Linked DNA regions of Mus musculus: region 1 is linked to region 2. A link is a contact called in public HiChIP or PLAC-seq data. All regions are on one chromosome and are shown on one strand. Each heading gives the region's core, a stretch centred on a gene start, on an enhancer-like site or on the middle of the called end of the contact. The rest is flanking DNA. Distances are from core to core; before and after follow the strand shown. Region 1 has its middle 33 kb from the start of Rreb1. Region 2 has its middle 3.5 kb from the start of Gm31600.

Region 1 (4,746 bases), core at 1,468-3,967, 97 kb before region 2:
CCCGCTGCCGCCTCAGCCAATCGGCGGCGGCGCTGCCGTGACTGACAGCTCCACGGCCCGCTCGCGGAGTGCCCAGCACTGGAGCGGAGGTGAGGAGCGTCGAGCAGGTCCCGCGGCGCCTGGCCAAGCACCGCAAGTCCCCTCGGCCGGAGGAGGTCACCGACCCCGGTCCTAGAGGGCCTGGCTTAGCGGCTCGGGCGCCTCCTGTCCCCGCCTACGCGTGCCTCTATAATGGCTGCTCACCTCCAGTCTCCCTCAAGCCCTTCTCTGGGAAGCCGAACCCAACCCGGGAGAGATGCCCCGCGGGGTCACAGGCCTGGAAGCTCTGGGGTCACCCGGCGCGTCCTGACAAGGACAGACCCGGGCCTGAGGACGCCCAGGCTCGTTTAAAGCGTACACTGAGGGCTTCGGGTTTCTTCGGCAACCTTAACCTCAAGGTTACTGCCCCTGTGGTCGGAGCAGACCCAGGAGCGACCGACCGCTGGGCAAACAGCAAGGCGAGTGGGCGACCCGGTCTGCCGTCGCCGCTTTAAAACCCCTGGGTCGCAGGGGCAGGAAGAGGGCAGCTTAGTTATCCGCGTTTGAAATTTTATTTTTGCTTAAAAAAAAAAATTATGGGAGAACCAGGTTCTTACTTTCAGAGCTGACAGCCAGAGCTCTACTAGAATATTACATGATATGTGGAGCTCCCATGTTTTATGCTGTATTTGGCGATATTGAATTCTAGCGCTTTGGTTTACCGGTAGGACTGTACTAACTGATACAAATGGCTATCAGGGAGCAGACACGAGACATCTTTTTGAAAGGAATAAAAGAAATCCCTGCAACCTTCAAAAGTACCTAATGAATGCCACACTTCATTTCTTTGCGGAGACCTTGAGAACATTGCATCCTTCAAGGATGCTTTCTCATGAAAGAACACCCTTGCCTCGCACTGCATCTGAACAAATCCATCGTGTTCGTCTCGATACATAAAATGCTGGGCAGAAGAGCTAGTTTCCCAGTAGGCCTCATAATGACTTTGCTTTTTCCCTAAATTCTCAATAATCAAAAAAAAAAAAAAAAAAATCCACCAGCCTTCTGACCTTGGACTCTCATTTTCATCTGTCTCCTGCAGTACACTCTCTTTACTAACCATTCAGCACACTGCAAGCTCTGATAAAAGTGGTTAATGTTTATTGAAACCTGAGCATGAACTGTACTAAACCAGATAGGGAGTAAAAAGGCAAAGTTCTGTTAACTGCATCCATGCACTGGGTGGGGGTGCGGGGGGGTGGTGGCTGGAAGAAAATTCTTCTGTAAGTTTTGAACCTGAAATTTCTCAGTGAGAAAGTACAAACGTCCAAACTGATGAATTATGTCAATTATCTATCAGCCATGAATAAATGCTCTGGGTCCATTTTGTTGCCTCTGGAAGTTTTCTGGTAGAAATGCACCTCCACGATCTTACAGGGTTGTCAGAAAAAAAAAAAAAAAATAACAAAACTCAAACCAGAAATGTATGTTTCATGGACTCTCATTTTTCTGAAGACTTGTATACTTTATCAATAACCAATTTTAATGATACTGCTAAGTATTTATCTGAACAGTTTTTGTAAATTGGGTTATTATAACTGAAAAGGTTAAGAAAAATATTTCAAGTTATGGTCTAAAATATCTCTCACTTAGCTCTTTAATCGTCCAAGGTTAACAGTTTATTTCAGCCTAAGTAGATTTTATTCTAGCATCCCTTAACATCCATCATATTTACTATATATCATATTAAATCTGAACTTGCTGTTAATTGACACTGTATTTCTACATAATCCCTTTTCTCAAATAACCTCAGTTAATATAAAATGTCAATATACACACATCTAACACACATGGACTGTCACAAATAGGATGCTCTCAGGTGTTACTTTCTCTCTTCCCCATCCCCCTTGCTTAAAGAGCAGCAATAGAATCAGTCACCTTGGAAACCAACATCACCCAGTGTTTGTAGAACAAACAATGGTACCTTTTCAGCCAGTACCAGGCAGGCAGGGCAAGGGGCAGCCAGGCAGTTCTGGGCCTTACAGGAGTATTAACATATTAAATTCATTCAATGCACCAAAAAGTAGTTCATTACTAAAATTCAAGTGCTCACTATCATGTGAGCCTTTGATTAGACACCATACAGAAACTGAGATTTAAAGTTTAAAAAAAAACAAGAGACAAAAATAAAAACTTTTCATTATCTTTAGAATTGTTTTAGATACCTGTAAGAAATATAAAGCACATCTTGTTACTGAGGCTCACCCTCCAGAAAACAAGGAAGTTGCTTAAGGGGAGGAAAAAAAAAAAAAAAACCATGTTTCATCTAATTATTCCTACCAAGGCATCTTATTAGTCTTCAATATGCCAACATAATCGTTTTTCAAATGTGCCTTAACTGGCTTATGTAATTTCTAGTATTAGTAAACCTTCCTATAGTGACCTAAAATACCCCAGTTCCAGAAAAATTTTCGATAGCAATAATTACTTTTTTGACCTTGGGAGAGTACAGAGCTTTCAGTTGCTGAACCCTTACATAAATGAACCATTTGACTGGCTCAAGTTTTAGGAGAGATTTGACTACTTTTTTTTTTTTAAATCACAAATGAGCTGTGAATTAAAATGAAACACTGTCGTGTGCTCTTCAGACTCTCCAGCCTGAAATGTTTTAAATGTCCAATGAAAGTGCAGGTTCCTCCTTTTCCTGGGTGGGTTTTCCTTCCCACCAATTAAGAAAGAAGCCTCGGTCTAACTGAAGTATTTGGACAGCAGTTTGGTGTCAGTTAAATACCACAGTAACTGGCATTTTCTATCACCTCCAGACTAAGGGACAAATACCCACTCAACAGGGACCAGCACGAAGCTTAAACTGGAAAGAGTGCCAGGTTTTGTGTGTATGCAGTTTTTTTTTTCCTTCCCATGTATTTCTCCTCAAAGATTTGGATCTTCGACATCCTTTCATACAAATGTGCGAATGCCTTCTGACTGACTGGGATGTAAAACGCTAATTAATGAACGCTTTTTCTGAAGCCAGTCGATCAGTTAACATGACCACCCTCCCCGACTGGAGGCACAAGGAAAAGGGGTGGGGTGGGTTGGCTAAACGGTTAGACAGGGTGCCCTCGAAAACGAAAAGGAACCCTGGATGTAATGACTGACATGCCGACAACTTAAAGATACTTTAAAATAGGCCACAGCACTGAGCACCAGGCAGTCACCCTGAGCACAGTGGCTTCAGCTCTGGGCAGAGAGAGGAAGAGGAGGAGTCAGGCCAGGGCCAAGTGACTTCTCCAATCCTCTTCTTCCAGCACTGCAAAGAAAAAGAAAAAGAAAAAAAAAAAAAAGGCACAAGAGGGGGGGGGGCTTCAGAACCACACTTTACAACTGCATCTTCCCACAGTCATTTTTACCACGACGAGGACTACCTGAAGTAATTTGAGCAGCTGACTCCATTGTTGGGCCAGAAAAGCCAGTTTCAATTCCTTAGAAAAAAACCAACCAAACCCTCGGCATTTGGCTTCGTAAGTTTTACTTGCCTATGCATTGGGGCATCTAAACACACGTGCACGCGCACCCTACTCGAGTTACCGTGCAGAACCAAGAGCCAAGCAACTTCTGGACCGCACAGACAGCGGCAGTTACAGCCTTCAGACCCTTCAGCCCGGCTCCTTGGATTCCAACTCCCTACCCAGGTCCTCCCGGCACCCCGGGGGGTGGGGAGGAAGTGTCTAGGCGAGCAGAACATTCTCCTTGTTCCTCCGGCTCCTCCCAGCCCTTCTGGGAAAGCCTGGGGACAGGCAGGACTGCCCACCTCCAGACAGCCTATAAAGCAAAGGGTCAGCTGAGCACAGTTGGGGAAGGAGTCTCAGTACCCAGCCACTCCCATCTCCAGATCCAGGAAAGATGACCCTAAGGGCAGAGCTTCCTCCATCTTCTGCAAGAACATCTCAAAAGAGCAGACTTGGAGGGGAGGGGAGGGGAGGGGAAGGGAGGGGAGGGGAAGGGGGAGGGGAGAGGGGGGAGGGGAGGGGAGGGGAGGGGAGGGGAGGGGAGGGAAGGGGAGGGAAGGGGAGGGGAGGGAAGGGGAGGGAAGGGAGGAAGGGAAGGAAAGGGAAGGGAAGAAGGGAAGGGAAGAAGGGAAGGGAAAGGACCAGGTGTGTGGCGACCTCATCTTTTTAGCCTCCTCAGTATCTGTATCTAGTTTCTGTTTCACTACCACCGCACTGCACTTAAGAATCTGTGAGCCAGTGCATGCCTGCTTTCTAATGTAATTCTGAGGGCAACACACGTTTAGTGACAGACCTGAACAAGCCACATGGTACTACAACAAAGCCATTAGGCTTCAGAACTTAATCCATTTTAAATAAAGATATTTATGCTTTGTTTATAGATTCGTGTCTTTAGAGAATGTTATTTATTTTATGATCTGTTACACCTAAAAAAAAAAAACCACTTTCTTCTCAAGAAAGTAGGCCTGTTCAAGCTTGTGTGTGTGTGTGTGTGTGTGTGTGTGTGTGTGTTTCCATAACCCCTTTCTCCAATAACTTCTCTCTTACAAACAATGTGCCTATTTCTAATCACTGAGACCCAAAGTAAGCTACTGGAGGGGGTGGGGAGAGGAATTCCTAGGTGTTTAAGACTTCAAAACAAACTAAAACCCTAAGATATCAATCACAACCCATTTCTATCTTAAAAAAAAAACAACTGTAATTATACCTACAAAGGCGATGG
Region 2 (5,125 bases), core at 1,014-3,513:
GGTGATATAGATGACAGCCACAAACTTCTTGGTCACAGCTCTTTGTGCTGTTTAACGTATTTAGGTTGCCCCTTTGTGCTGGCTTTTTTTTTTTTTTTTCCTCTTCTTCTTCTCCCTTTCAAAGTGTTGACTTTATTGTTTGGCTAGGATGAACACTTCTCTTCCTCTTGGGTTTGGGACTGGCCTCTGCTTTGTCTCCCTCTGTTTTTGAAATGACATGCAATTTGCTGGGCTTTGCTGGATTATGTCTGGGTTTTTGTTGCTGGTGTACCCAAATTGTCACTGGTCCCCAGAACCTTCACCACCTCTAGTCCAAGATGGATGAATCTCGATAGAAAGGTTGTCTGTGACATTTACAAGAGATATGCATTCTTTAAAAACTGCCTTCTCTCTTCGGTTGCCTGCAAAGGGAGTTCCCCTGGAAGGATAAAAGAGCCAACAAACCCACAGGGCTGTTATCTTTTCCCCCTGCTGTGTGGCCAGGCTGCTCTGTTACTGGACTTACTCTCAGGCTGGTTCAGAGTGGAACACCAGGTCTTTCCGACAGAGTACTGGGCAAACTTCAGGTGCTCTTTACTTCCTGACCAGCTTTTTCTGACTCCCCACACATGATATTTTCCACTCCTGGAAGCAACACTTTTTTTTTTTTTTTTTTTTTTTAACTTTGGTAAAGTACATTTTGGTAGATACCCTTGGATCTTACTGACTCATCCCAAAGCGTGTTTGGTGCACCAGAAAGCACTAGATCTGGTGTGTGCGGTAAGAATAGTGTCTCAGCCGCTGCGCTCCCAGAGCAGGGTGTGTGCAGGTGGTGATGGGGAGGCCGCCACAGGCTCACACTTTGTAGGAAAAAGAGAAAGATGTCCAACGATAACTATATCACAATGTTCAAAGTATAAGATTGTCTAATAAGAACAAAAGTATTCCCCTATCTTCCTATGTGCCAGGCACCAGGGCAATCAGTGTGGACTTTAGTCCACTCTTGCAGGACTTACATTTTCACTTCTTTTGACAGACGAAGGGATGGAGCCCTGAGGAAGCACAGCTGCTTCTTCAGACTTGGCCACCAAGGCTCTGCAGCAAAGGGAGCCGCCCTTTTGGATGGCGTTGGACTGTGCTAGGGAAAGTCCTAGAAATAAATCCTCTCATGTTTCCCTGAAAATGGATTTGTTTCTCCAGTTCTAGAAGGACACGGGGTGGAGCTAGTTGTGCTTAGAAGATGTTATGGATGCCTGTTTTGCTTCCTCAGCCTTCAGGGGTAATCACCCAATGTTTTCCAGGTGACCTTGGCTCTGGGCTGGATCTGTGGGTTCTTTCATGCACTTAAGGGAAGCTTTGGACTATTCTGCTGATTCCACGAGGGACACCTATTTACAAAGAGATTGAGACATGTGTGTGTGCACATGTGCTTTGATACCAGTGACTAAGTTTCTACTCATAAAAGGGAAAATTCTTTCAAATATATCTAAAACTATTAAGATGGCTCTGTCAGCTCCAAGTGGGCATCCCAGAGATCAATATGTTTGCCAAGGTCTTGGGCAATGTCTCTGTTGCTATATTTAAAGGGCAAGTCATAGTTACTGAGTTCTCAGCATCCTTTGCTGCTGGTTATCATCTTTTGAATGAACCCATTCTCTTAGTTTCTCGGTGTTGATGTTAATTTTCATTATGTACATGTGGAGGGGTATGGGTACAGGTGTGTGTGGAGACCAGCATGTCCAGTGTCAGTCCCCTGGAGCTGGAGTTACAGGGTCATTGGTTGTGGGCTATCTGACATGGGTACTGAGACCTGAACTGGGGTCATCTCCAAGAGCAGTACATACTCTTAACTGCTGAGCCATCTCTCCATCCCTGGCTTTCTCGTTTTCTTAATATATTGTTTTCTTAGTATTGTTTGAGTCATGTTTTGCTTGTTTCTCCTGGAGCAGCGTTCTCCAAAGACACACATGTAATGAGAGTTTTGGTTTCTTTAAAAGCCCCATTATGTTACATGAGTGTGCTTTTGTTTCAGTCCTAGGTGTGGGATATGGCACTACTTCAGATTGTCCACAGCAGCTGACTATGATTTGCCTTGTGCTCTGGCAGGGGTGTGATTCTGCCGGCTGAAGATAGTTTGTGTTTGGAATTCTGGGGGACTCTTGACAGGGTTTTAAAATGACAGCACCCTGAGAGGCTGCTGAGGCTGCTGCTCCCTGAGCTGCTGGTAGCTCCTGTTGTCGTGGTTTGTCAGGAAATCCTGAGTAAAGAGACGAGAAGAAGAAATTGGATATCCTGACAATGAAGACTGGACTTGCCACAAGGAACTCAATGCTCCTAATCAGCAGGAAGTAGTCTAAAGAGGTCTATGGCCCCCTTTCCCTCTAATCATCTTTCTCTTCTGTTGGGGGGAGGAGGGGTTGGAAGGGTTGGGAGGTAGATATAAGAATCTAATAAAGTAACCAGAAAGGATGGTTGCATACACATATTCTCTAGTCCCAGGAAACTCTCATTTTCAAAGATCACATTTATTGCCAAGGCTTCAAATGGGAGCTCCCTGTGCTTGCAATGGCTTCCATGTCTCTCTCTGTAGACTACACCTTCCCTTTCAGTTTTGGAAGATTAAACCTTCTACTCCATGTAGCATACAGAAACTTCAACTCAAATGATCCAAAGAACTAATACCCACTTGGAGAGGGCCAGTGCATGCCTGTCATCCCCCCACTCAGGAGACTGAGGGAAGAGGACCACAAGTTTGAAAGTAACCTATGCTACTTGTTTCAAAAAGCCATAAATAAATAACACACGTCATGTAACACACTCTATCCACCTCACATCCTTTTGTTTTCTCTACCTGTGAAGGGTACTTCCCATGAACCATCTGTCTGCCCAAGCCAGGGGCCATTGCCATCCTCTTTGATTGTTTCTGTTCTCGCTCTCCATGACACTATTTGTGTAAGTCCTCTTTCAAAATGAATTGTATGTATTTGTTGTTGTGTATGTGATCCTGGACCGGAACTTAATATGTAGCCCAGGCTAGAATTCTTGTCAGCCCTCCTGCTACATCTTCTGGAGTGGTAGGCAGTCAGGTTTGAGTTACCAGGCCTGGCTCATGACTTAGATCTTTTTACACTCCACTTCCATTCCTTAGTTTATCGCTTCCCTGTGTAAAGTCCTGATAACCCAAGCAAGTCTCAGGCTGCGACTTCGGTGGTTGCTTTTGTTCTTAAGTTAGGGTCAACACTGAAGCTTGGCTTGTAAGACCCTGAATGGCCTGGCCCTAGCATTTGCTGTGGTACTGACAAGTCTCCAATTTCAAATGCTACATTGTACCTCTATTGTCTTTACTCTGTATCAGTCTTCTTTCACCTGGTCAATTCACCTTGTCAATTTTGCTCCCCAACCCAATCTCTCTCTCTTTTGAGACATATTTCTCTCGTAGCCCTAGCTGTCCGAAAACTCACTCTGTAGACCAGGCTGTTCTCAAACTCAAGAAATCCATCTTCCTCTGCCTCCTGAGTGCTAGAATTAAAGTCGTGCATCACCACTACCCAGCCATTTCTGCTTATCTTTTAAATAACACTTAGAATATTATTTCTGGTTACTTTCCACATTCTTCTCAAACAATTAATACTACCTTCTTCTACCTACTTTTCTCATTGATGACGTGACAAAAACACCCAACAGAGGTGACTATCCCATGGAGGAGTTCACTTTGGATCATGGTTTCAGGTGGTGCACGGTGGAAAAGAAAACATGGCAGAATTCACATGGCAGAGATGCTCCCCACTGACAAAGACCCCTCACATGCCAGTAGACAGGAAACAAAGTCTAGATCAGACCAATAGACCTGCCTGTACTGACCTACCTGTGCCAGCCAGGCCCTGCCTTCTATGGGCTCCACAGCATTTAACCATATCCTAGTGATGGAGAGTTTAAAACATAAGGCTGTAGGAGACATTTCTGATTCAAATCCCAATACTATCACAGTGTTAATTGGTACTGCCTGTAGACTGTGCTTTGGGGATATAGGGGTAGAACTGTTTTTTATACCATTGTATCCTACCTAGAGCTTTGCAAATAAGAGGGCAGAGGCCTATGTTAGATATTTGCTAGTTAAATATTTACCTATGGTTGCATAAGCATTTACCCTAAAATGTAGTGGCTTAAGACAACAAATTTAAATTATGTCAGTTTTTCTGGGTTGGTATTTCAGGAACAGTGCTGCTAGGTGTTTGTCTTAGAAGGTCAGAATACCAGTTGGGGCTGCTGTAATCCAAAGGCTAAAGGGCCTTTCTCTAAGATGGTCACTCACATGTTTGTTGATAGGAGGCCTCTGTTATGGAGAAACTTTATAGGCCTCCCCAGATGTTTGCTTGAGAATCTGTTTTTTGTTTTTTAAATTTTAAAAAATTTATTTATTTTATATATGTGAATACACTGTTGCTCTCTTCATGCATACCAGAAAGAAGGCATCAAATCCTATTACAGATGGTTGTGAGCCATCATGTGGTTGCTGGGAACTGAACTCAGGTCCTCTGGAAGATCACTTAGTGCTCTTAACCGCTGAGCCATCTCTCCAGCCCTTGTTTGAGAATCTGTATGAGACATCTCTTAGTTTGCATTTCCATGGCTGTGATGAAACATCATGACTAAAAGTTGGGGAGGAAAGGGCTTATTTGGCTTATGCTTTGAAGGAAATTAGAACAGGACCTCAAACAGGACAGGAACCTGGAGGCAAAAGCTAATGTAGAAGCCAAGGAGGGTGGGGGTAGGGGGCTGCTGCTGCTTACTAGTTTGGTCCCTAAGTTTGTTCAACCTTCTTTGAACCCAGTACTATCAGCTCAGGGATGTCACTATCCACAATGCACAGTGCCCTCCCGTACCAATCACTAATTAAGAAAAGGCCCCACAGCCAGATCTCAATTGACTTCCCTTCCTTTCGACAACTCTAGCTTGTGTCAAGTTGCCATTAAACTCGCCAGTGCAACCAGGTGTCTTATTTATCCTAAGAAGCTAAGAAAGAGCAAAAGAGAAACTGTTGTATCCTTTTGAGGTTTGTGGTACTAGGAATTGAATTTAGAGCTGCATGCAAGCTAGGCAACTACTCTGTTACTGAGTTACATTCCTAGTCTAAACTGCCCTAGTT

What was found. HiChIP or PLAC-seq counts read pairs in DNA pulled down with a chosen protein or histone mark.
Region 1: an H3K27ac HiChIP or PLAC-seq map of the HPC-7 cell line shows a contact between it and region 2, with 5 times the contacts expected there. The contact joins two enhancer-like sites. A contact is called at or near these places in 2 of 484 Hi-C or Micro-C datasets (CD4 T cells and liver), 3 of 115 datasets of contacts at active chromatin or transcription factors (the HPC-7 cell line, embryonic forebrain and embryonic stem cells) and 3 of 9 other capture datasets (adipose tissue, liver and pancreatic islet).

The regions. Positions count from the first base shown.
Region 1 is chr13:37,853,177-37,857,922 of GRCm38.p6, reverse strand. It overlaps a transcript of Rreb1 not described here. Among named protein-coding and RNA genes, the nearest start is that of Rreb1, 33 kb to the left of the region's middle. Within about 2 kb of position 2,717, at least 230 of the 459 cell types and tissues checked have an H3K27ac peak or open chromatin away from gene starts, as enhancers often do. A contact at or near this core is called in the HPC-7 cell line, where this site is marked.
Region 2 is chr13:37,755,534-37,760,658 of GRCm38.p6, reverse strand. No RefSeq gene overlaps it. Among named protein-coding and RNA genes, the nearest start is that of Gm31600, 3.5 kb to the left of the region's middle. Within about 2 kb of position 2,263, at least 1 of the 459 cell types and tissues checked has an H3K27ac peak or open chromatin away from gene starts, as enhancers often do. A contact at or near this core is called in the HPC-7 cell line, where this site is marked.